Regions from separate parts of the Gossypium hirsutum genome. Here region 2 is linked to region 1. Evidence: chromatin contacts called from public Hi-C data. All regions are on one chromosome and are shown on one strand. Each heading gives the region's core, a stretch centred on a gene start, on an enhancer-like site or on the middle of the called end of the contact. The rest is flanking DNA. Distances are from core to core; before and after follow the strand shown.

Region 1 (5,291 bases), core at 1,595-4,094:
GTGTTGTGAGGCATGTTAATAAGGTTATGGGTTGAGGGGTTAGGAATGAAGAAAACTCATGATCAATCGTCATGTAGGCCTGGAACAACTTGTTTAATTCAAACCATATGCTTCAGCGTTAATAGTAACCTTGGCTGACATTAGAAAGGACCTCAACCTTTTTCCAAAGCTGCTCACCATGTAACAGTCAAGCAATGGCAGAAGTTATCCTGATCTTAGAGCTGATTTGGAGGATTTGGGAATACTTAAAAAGTATCTATATTGCATTTAGAATAAACTTAGCTTTAGTACACAAGTGGCCAACAAAGAAAAGGAAATAAAAAACCTTAGATGCTGCATGAATGATGCATTTGGTGTATTGCAGGGGCCTGGATAGGATAACTCTTATTTCTTTTCTTCTTTTTTTTTTTCTGAATGTCAGATTTGATAACTTTTATCCAAGAACACATATGATGCTCCTTTAAAAAGAGGATACGAGTACCAATTTGGTTTCTCATACAATGTGGCCTAGGAGAAGCCATCCTCTTTATTCCTTCAAATCTGATCATCTTCATAATCCACTTCAATAAATGCACCACAAATGGTGGGTGAAAAGGAACGTTGAATGTTAAATGTTGGTTCGATAATGATATTGAAATTTTAGATTGTTGGATTTTGATATATGTCTTGAATTTGTTAGATATTGATTATGTTTTAACCTTATTGGATATTAAATTTATTATTATGTTTTAAGCTTGTTGGATATTGAAATTATTGACAATGACAATTATTTAATGTAGAATGGGTAAGGGCAACAAAGAAGGGACCTCCAAGCAATTCAGGTGGACAAAACCGATGGAACATGTTTTCCTTGAAATTCTAGCAGAGGAGGCTCGAAAAGGAAATAAGCCTTCTAATACTTTCAAAGTAGTTTCTATTAATCGAGTTGTCGACGCCATTTCTGAAAGATTCCAAGTCCAATTCGATATGAAGCATGTGGAAAATCATTTGAGGACGGTAAAAAACCAGTGGCAGATTATATGCAAAATTCGAGGTGAAAGTGGTTTTGGATGGGATGATAACCTGAAAATGATCACATGTGATAGAGCGACATATGATGCAGCAGTGATGGTAATATATGTATATATATGTTAAGTATATTTCAATTGTTTTTTACTTGTTATTCTAATTGTGTATAATATCCAACAAGCACACAAGAAGTATGAACCATTTTTGAATAAAAGCATTGATCATTATGATGAAATGGCTTTGGTTGTTGGCAAAGATATGGCAACAGGGAGTTTTGCCAGAACATTTGCCGACATAGATTTAGGTGATGGTAATGAAGATTCAATGCCTGTAGACTATGACAATGAAGACACTGAAAAGGTAAGAACAAATGTATCTTCATCTGGCACATCCAAACGTAAAAGAAAAAGTCGTCAAGAAAGTCTCGTTGATGAACAAATTAAATTTGTGGGTGAACAACTTGGCAAAATTGCTAATGCTTTGGAACAATTTACTGCCGATAAGACATCACAGCTTTACGAACAAGTGATGTCGATGGAGGAAGAAGGATTTGATGATGGCTTCTTGTGTTCTGTGTTTGATTATCTAGTGAGTCATGAATCCGAGGCCAAAGCTTTTTTAGTTAAAAGTAAGAAGCATAGAAAATTTTGGCTTCAAAAATTTTCTCAGGGTTGAAGATATTGATACTTTTATGTGGTGTAATATTATGCACTTGGATAATGTTGTTACTATGTGGTGTACTACTAATTATGTATTTGGATAATATTATTTATAGTACTCATTGTGGTTCCGAAGCAATTTATAATTATTCAATACTTGTTTTTTTAACACAATTACAAATAATTTATTTGATATTAGTTTTTTTCAATTTATAACGATTAATATTGTAGCTTAATAATTGAGTATTATTATAAATAAATCATTGCAATATATGTAAAAACAATTTAAAATATAAAAATTTATTAATATATATTAATATATGTAAAAAAAACTTTTCCGGAAAATATTTTCAAGGAATCTGTCAAACAGCAGAAAACATTTTACACAGATTCAATCAAACACCAGAAAATATTTTCCAGTAAATCATTTTACAAAAAAGCAAAATATTTTCCAGAAATCATTTTCCGGAAAACATTTTACTGCCAATCAAACAGACCCCAAATTATTGTTGTTATATTTGAATTCATTCTTTCTTTCTGTCTGCAATATTTTTGTCTTTTGTCCTTTTAGAATATTTGTGTCCTAGTTATTGCTTTTGCATTTTATTATGTAACTTAATTGGATCAACTTTTTAAGAATTGAAATATGATTATTTTTTCTCCTTTTTCCAAACAAAAAGCATATGCTTTAAAGGAAGATGTCAAATAATGCAATTTAGTTAAGATATTTTCTTAAGGATATATTTATTGATATCGTTTGTAGTAAGTTGGGTTACTCACTTATAAATAGATTGAATAAGTTAACAATAGAATAGAAAAAAAGTCAAAAGAGTATCGGAGTTTGATCACTGGAGCACCCTTTGATGCTTGAAATTGGAAAGCATGAAATAAGGTAGAGGGGTTCACATATTCAACTCTATGAATCTCACGTTCTTTTATAGACCTTTTCTCTCTGCCCTATGTTGATCGAGCTGGCGCCCAAATCTAACATCTTGTTAATTGGCTCTCCCGCATTTTCAGGTTTATTAGATTCTTTGTACATTTTGTGCTTCTTTGACCATTATGAATGGAGAGACTCTAGAAACTCCCGAATATGATGGAGGAGAATGCTTAAGATAGCATTGGTATTCTTGTGCAGGAGAGATCATAGGTCATCGTTGTGAGAGGCAGTCCCTCAAGGCCTCAGTGGCCAGCCCATTGCGCATATGGGCTATTTATCCTTAGTGGACCGACTTTATTGTTATTTAACTATGATGATGGCGAATAACATATAAAAATTCATTTAAAAAATAAATATTCAACAAAACCTCAAAATAGTTTCCTTTACTCACCGATAATTGCAAGTTTGCAGCATTATTGTCAACTATTAATTACAACGAAAATAAATCTTTTAGAAAGTATTTTGAAGACCAAACCCCTAAGAATGTGTTCAGGTGGCTTTAGTTAATTGACTCGATTCACTAGCTAATTATCTTATAATTTAAGTAAATGAAACAATAAAAGACTATTCTATTTATTTGATAATTCTCATATTTAAACTTATTTTAGTATAGTTTTTATTGTATTTTAAAAGTTAATTTTAACATTTAGGTTAGTCTTTATTACATATTATAGTTTTTCAGATTAATTCTATTTCATTATAATTTTGTTCAATTTTTATTATTTTTAGAGTTAATTCAAGTTTACTTGCTATTTTTTTCTCCATTGTAAGTGTCGAATTAAGAATGAAATATTTAGAGCATAGAGTAAAAAGTGGTTAAGAAATGTCTTTCACTCCATTGGGTTTAATTCATGTGATGGAGCATGTTCTGCAATTCCAAAATTTTGACAGCAAGCAGTTTGGTCCATCGCAAATTCTATGTTCGGTGGAGTAGGACGATAAAAACCATAAAAATAGAGGTGACAAATTATAAGAAAGAAAAAGGAGGAAAAGAGTAAGGAGACCACTTGGAGGCAAAAGAAAAACTCTCACACCAAGAGAAACTTCAAGCTTGCAAAGACAAGAAGAAAATGAGATTATTTCTTTAACTATTTTCTCTCTAGATTATTCCTTTTTACTTTTTATCAATGCAAGTTTGTTTTGACTATCTTTTTGTGTTGTTTTCTCAACTTATTATGAACTAAACTCTATTTTCTTGGAACGATGATGGATCCTATTTTTTAGTTAATTAATTTATTTTTCTTCAATTGTTTTGATCATTGTTAATTATTTATTTAGTCTTGTACTTATTTAACTTAATTGTCTGATCACCAAGTTGTATTAATTAGATAACCTTGATTTGTATTAGATGAGAAAGTTAGGGTTGCAATCTAGACTGAATAGATTGGGATTAACTTTAATAGTACTGACAAACAAGTTAATTTGAGACTAGGATATAAATATATCTAATGCTCTGGTCAACCCAATAAGTTTGTTCTTAATGACTTTACTCAAGTTGCCTAGCATAGAAGTATAGTTAATGGGGAAAGGGGATTGACATAGCTAGATACTAGAAGAGTCTAGTTAATGTCATTGAATCCTAGCTTAGTAATTACATATATTGAACAATTGAAAGAGAGATAATTGATTCTTAGAGTCTATTCAATAAACAAGTAGAGATGATACTTTGGTTTCCATCTTTTTTGTTGGTTATACACTCTTAACATTTTTAATTTTCTTCATATAATAATTTTGGTTTTTGTCAAAAGAAAGGTACTAAACGAAGGGTTTTCAGGTTTTGAAATGGAAGACATTTCTAGCTTTAGGAAAAAAAGATGAACAAATGGAATGACCTCCAAGTTTGCAAGTTTTAATAATGACACTGGGGCCTTTCATCATTTTGAACCCAAATGTTACATCTTTACTCGTCAGAAAGAGCTTCATTATTCTTTTCGACATCACCAAAATTGAAAAAAAAAATACCTTTTCACCAGCACTTACATGCCTTCAACAGACCTCACTGGCGGGTATCAGGTCCTCTAATACCTTGACCTTATCTAGCCCAAACACGCCAAGCTCAAACAACTTTTTTTTTCTCTTGAAATCTAGTAGAGATAAAGTGATTCTTGATATAAACATTGAAAGGTTTACTTAAAGATTTTTGTGGCTAAAGAAGCTGCTGGCCATGTTCCAAGAGACGCTGAAGTGAAGCAACGAATTTGGACAGTGAAGAGCTAGCTTGGGTTGCGAGGAAGCCATCATTTTATTTCAATTCAAATTGGACAGTAGATTTGGGCCTGTTGGAAGTTTAAGTTTTGAACTCCAAGCTTAGATCTAGATGTGTTAGGATATTATTATGAGATATTATCTTTTAGGAATATCTAAATATATTGTATATTATTGTATATCTTTTAGGCATATATTTAGGAATATATTATATATCTTTCCTCTTTCTACTTTTCTATTTCTACATAACTACTGCTGTATAAATATTATGTATACTCTTGAGGCCTATCAATAATATTGAAAGGGATTACCTTATTCTTATGATGGTATCTGAGCTTGGTGTTTAACACACACAAAAAATCATTATTCTCAATGGTTGGCGGTGATTCTACATTTCAATCGCCACCAACACCAACGCAGAACACAGCAGGGGTAGCACAATCGTCAGGGAGGCGGCACTTCCTAGTTTTACCATTGAG
Region 2 (5,291 bases), core at 1,913-4,412, 95 kb after region 1:
TAAAATTATGAGTCTTTTGTGAATAATTATTTCGCAAACATTACAAACAGTAATGGATTTATACATGAAGATAGTAGAGAGAAATCATGATACGTGTCAACAAATCATTGACAAAGGTTGTTAAGAAATGAGCTGATGACAGCTCATTGAGTCGGTTGAACTAAAATCGCACATGTTATTCTTTTGATAATGTAGCAATTTTATGAAGCATGGCATTGAGAAATTCTGTTGCACTATAATATTTGACATCTTATGGTGAAAAATAATGTTACCTTCGTTTAAAAAAATTGCCCCTTAATATTATTATAAAGAATTTTAAATGAAATCGAAGCACTTGATTGATTTTTACAATATGGTAGAAGGTAATTTAGGTTTGTTTTCAGCTTACTAATTTCGAATTCTGGAAACAAATATATATAGAATTTATACAAGATATGAATAAACTCTTGTAATTTAATTATCTGAACTTACGAAAATCGTCAAAATATATAGGTTGGAATATGCGGAAGACTTTTATGAAATTTTATATCTTAATTTTAAAATATTAAATTCTTATTTTGTCTAATTTAAAAATGGTAGACCAAGCACTGAGTTAATTTTTCCATTAATGTTGTCGACATGGAATTATGATGTGTATTTATATTTTCACTTGTCATTCCTTAACCGGAGGTTAAACTAAAAGGATATAATGTTTATTTACCAAAATTAATATTAATTAAAAGTATTAGAATATTATTTGGGTTTTTATTCATTTCCAATCAAAATTGAAATTGAGACCTACTAAACTCATCTCCTTGAAAGTCAATTATCCTAAATCTTTAAACTCAAATTGATTTTTGTTATACGTCAATAACCTGAGACTCAATTCCGAGAAAAGATCCGAGCCTCCAACCCATTACCTAACCATGAGAGGACAACAAGGCGAACCAAATCGTAAGGCAAGGCTATAGACCCAACTCGCAGGAACTTGGCGCGAGCTCATAGGGCAGGATTGCAGGTACAACTCACAGAACCAGTTCACGAGATAAAGTTATAGACCCAGTTCGTGGGGACCTAGGTAAGGTCGCAGTCTCACTTCGCATGTACGCAAGGAACTAGCAAGAGGTGCCACGTGCTCCACAGGCTACCCAGGCACGTGTCCAATAGGTACAGAGCTCACCCAAAATGCCACCAAGATTAGAAAGGACCACGTGCTCCATAGACACTTGCCCAGCAAACCTAGAGTTCACAGAGAATGTCAGTACTAGGGATAAAGAATGTCAGTACTGGAAGCAACAAAGTTAGTACAAAATAGTGCGGCCCCATCATGAGCTGTAATAGTATCAGTGACAACATGTATAAATACCTGGATACTCATATCAATAAGGGACAAGCAAAATATTACTCAACAATTTCTAGCATCATTGAAGAAAATTGAATAGTGTACTTGGCAAACCCATCCCAAACCTAGTAGATGAAAGGAGTCATAACTAATCTGAAAAGAAAATTATTAAAGAACCATAATTAATTTTACCAACATTCTTCTATTTCTTTAGCTTCTTCATGACCATTTCAAATTTCTACTTTACTTTTGATTTCTTCAGTTATTAATATCTTCGAGTTTTAGTAGAAATTACACGGATTGAGGTTGTAGAGAACAAATTTTTAAAGAATTTTTAAAAGGGAGCTTTTTCCCCCTTAAAAAGTCCATTTATTTTAAAAGGTTTAAATAAATAGTAAATATGTTCCACCAGGGAATTTTTTTGTTTGAAAATATTTATAAATTCTAACTCAACTGAAAAATAAATAGAATTAGTGGCTGGATAAATATTTTCAAATCCAGAAAAATACAACGATTCAATATTTAAAAGTTAAAGATTATGGATTAAATTTTAAATTTTGAAAAAGTATAGAGGCTTTGAACATATTTAAACCAAATATATAAAATATACTATTTTTTTCCTAAAATTTTTATGTATTTAAAATATCATTAGTTAGGAAGGAAGTTTTTGAATGGAATCTATTGAACGAGAGAATAGAGAAGGCAGAGGTGGTGATAGGCAATTGACAAATTCTAGAAATTCTAGCAATCCAGTAAGGGTGGCGAATGTTGTCATGGAAGTGGTGTTGTCCCCAGGGAGGCCTCGATCTTAGAAGGATTGCCTTATTGGGACAGGTCTTCGAGCCGATAGGGAAGTAACAATAACAGAAAGATTGAGGATGTTGAATATTTTGATCTACTTGAAAAGGATATTGTGAGGTCTTCGATTAATGGCATTCCGGCAATATATTTCTCTGAACGGATAAACCAAATACTTATTAAAGATATGGAGCATACGGTGGTAATCAAGCTTCTAGGACGGAATATTGGCTATGCGGCATTGCAAAAGAAAATTTGTACGTTATGGCTGCCATCCGAAACATTTCGATTAATGTACATTGAGAATGGCAAATTTTTGGCTAAATTTCAAAACCCTAAGCATTTTGAGAAGGTTTTATGCTTGGGGCCATGGATTGTTTATGGCCAATATCTTACAATGCAACCATAAGGTATGGATTTCAACCCCTCGCAACCCTACCGGAATGTGGTTATGGCATGGATTCGTCTCCCCGGCCTGTTGGGACATATGTACAAAAAGAAGATCCTATGGCAAATAGGGGGAATGATAGGTAGGGTTGCAAAACTAGATTTTAACACAGACAATGGTGTTTGAGGGAAGTTCGTACGTATGGCGGTTTATGTCAACCTTGGAAGGGCGTTAGTTTCTCAGGTCTTAATCAATGAGGTATTGCAATGAATTGAATATGAATACCTTCCCATGGTGTGCTTTTCTTGTGGGCACTACAGGCATACACAAGATATTTTCCCCAAATCAAAGAACGAACAGATCAAGGTAGGAGGGGAGGTCGCGATGGAGGATGGGAGTACAAGGAAGGAGCCTGTACTAGATAATGGTAGACCCTTGGCAAGCGTTTATGGCCCATGGATTCTCGTTGAAAAAGGAATCACCATTGGACAAAAGGAGGAAGGGTCAGCGGCGGCAAGACCAGGGAGAAGGCGCAGGGCAACACAAGATTTCAGCCTTTCGAAACCTGAAATAGTGAAACAGGATATGAGGAGATTAGGCCAGATCCGGAGGTTCTCTTGGGCCAAAAGGGAGTGGAGTCTTTGGGTGAAGGGGTTAGCATAGCAGTAGGCCTAGCTTGTTTAGGCCAAAGCCAGCAACAGCCTGGTGGGGGGGCTAAGAATAAACTAGGTTTGGGTCAACAGTAACAGGCCAAAAATAAAAGGCCCATCGCACAATGTGGAGAACAAATTGGGTCCCGAATAGCAAACAATAGCCAAGTAAGTTTTGGTTCGTCGCAATCAGTCTTTAGGGTTTACGGAAAGGGGAACTCTAACCTAGTTAGCGGCGACAATTCAGGGGGGACTCGGGATTCGACTGCTCTGATGACTTTGCACGTAGGAGAAACTCCAGTGACGAACGTCTTAACAGATACAAGGGCCTTCATGGTGCAATAGGAGGAAGCCTTGAAGGAAAGGCGCAGCACGACTCATCCCGCGATTCTCGCCCCCAAATTTAGTCAACAGCCCAATGCCGGAGGTTTGGTGGAGGTCACGGTGATCCCAACGGACGAGGTTTTAGATTCGACCAAACATTCATCCATTCATTTCAAAGAGAACGTTAACCCCGAAGGTGAGAGGGATGTGTGCCCAAGCCCAAAGAAGTGGGGCGTCGAGTGGTTGCTTCTAACTTGCGCATCAACAGGGGGAAAGGAAATGGAAGCATTAAAGGGCAGGAGCTCAAAAAATAATTAGGGAAAAAAGAAGGCCTTTCAAAGTCTCTTCCTCTAAAGTCCCATTGACCGAATTTGTTAACAATATGGTTGAACTACTACAGGATTAGTTCAAGCAAGGGATTTTAAGAAAAGTAAGTGGGGAAAAAGGTGTGAGTACAAGAAGCTAGGACATAGCCCGAGTTTAACACCCCTTACCCGTCTCGGTCACTGGATCCAAGTAAAGAGATGCTATATTAACATTCAACAATTAAGAATCACATTATTAAACAATACATATTTAAAAGTAATTGATATTCTGCATAAACAAACATATTAAATTTTAAATAAAAAATTTTCTAAAATTACTTAATGATAAAATTCAAGCTCGGAATAGGACTTACTTCAAAGAAATTTAAAGTTTAAAGTTAAAAACGAAAATCAGTAGTTGGTATCGATTATCGATACCAAAATCGAATACTATTTTCTTTGCAAAATAATGGTATCGATATTTATTTTATGGTATCGATATATTATGAAAAAAGTGTCGATACTCTAATAAAAATCGATACCATTTTAGCAGTTTGTTTGTTCAAAAACTGTTCATATGGTCAAGTATCGATACCAAATGCCAAAAGTATCGATACTTATTTCTAGAATAGTAAAACCTCATATTTAAAAGTTCAACTCATGCCAAAATTCACCTATCTTACAATAGATAAATAAAATAACCTATTCAAACATCTAAAAGACTAACCAATGTGTCTTCATTGACACCACAATTCAATATCCAAGCTAAAATAACATTTTAAACTAGAATAATTGCATTTAAAGTACTCAAACTTCTTTATTATCGATTCGTACCAAAATACCACCCCTTTCAATCTATAAGTCAAATTGCCATATTCACACACTTGCATTAAACTTATACCAAATATACCAAACATAAATATATACCAAACCAACAACATATTCACATGTACCAAAATATATCTAAAGACGAGCATCATTCAAGTTTAATAACTTCACAAAATAACCTCATAAATTCATTTAACCTATTACATGCCATATAACCTAATATGAGCATTCAAAAACTACCGATAAATTTTCAGATAGTGTGAATATTAAAGTCGATCCAATCGCCCGAAGCCTCGAAAATAAATCTACAAGAAAGCAATAAAAAGAGCACAAGTAAGCTTACTTAAGCTTACTAAGTTCCACGGATTAAACAATTAACTTACCGAATAAACTTAATCAATACATAATACAGAAATGTCATAAATCATAGTCCTGCCATTCATAATCAAATCACAGGTGAGTCATAAACTTGTATACGAGTGAATTAATTCAATCAAATATATTATATCATTAACTATACCTGATGAATGTTGTAATGGATTCAGATACACGATTAACCAACCAAACACACCAAATTGCTCAAATGAGCTAACCAACCAAGAACACACCTGGGCACCAAGTGTCAAGCCCATAGGATTTACATCCGCCCCTGAAACACTGTACTATAACGCGATAGT

The links. Hi-C and Micro-C count contacts between places; a contact is called where the count stands out from the background.
Region 2: a Hi-C map of leaf shows a contact between it and region 1, with 2.5 times the contacts expected there. The contact joins two enhancer-like sites. A contact is called at or near these places in 6 of 34 Hi-C or Micro-C datasets (anther, hypocotyl, leaf and 2 more).

Annotation. Positions count from the first base shown.
Region 1 is chrD06:10,757,612-10,762,902 of Gossypium_hirsutum_v2.1, forward strand. No RefSeq gene overlaps it. Among protein-coding and RNA genes, the nearest start is that of LOC107901233, 32 kb to the right of the region's middle. Within about 2 kb of position 2,845, at least 1 of the 9 cell types and tissues checked has an H3K27ac peak or open chromatin away from gene starts, as enhancers often do. A contact at or near this core is called in leaf, where this site is marked.
Region 2 is chrD06:10,852,614-10,857,904 of Gossypium_hirsutum_v2.1, forward strand. No RefSeq gene overlaps it. Among protein-coding and RNA genes, the nearest start is that of LOC107901235, 32 kb to the right of the region's middle. Within about 2 kb of position 3,163, at least 9 of the 9 cell types and tissues checked have an H3K27ac peak or open chromatin away from gene starts, as enhancers often do. A contact at or near this core is called in leaf, where this site is marked.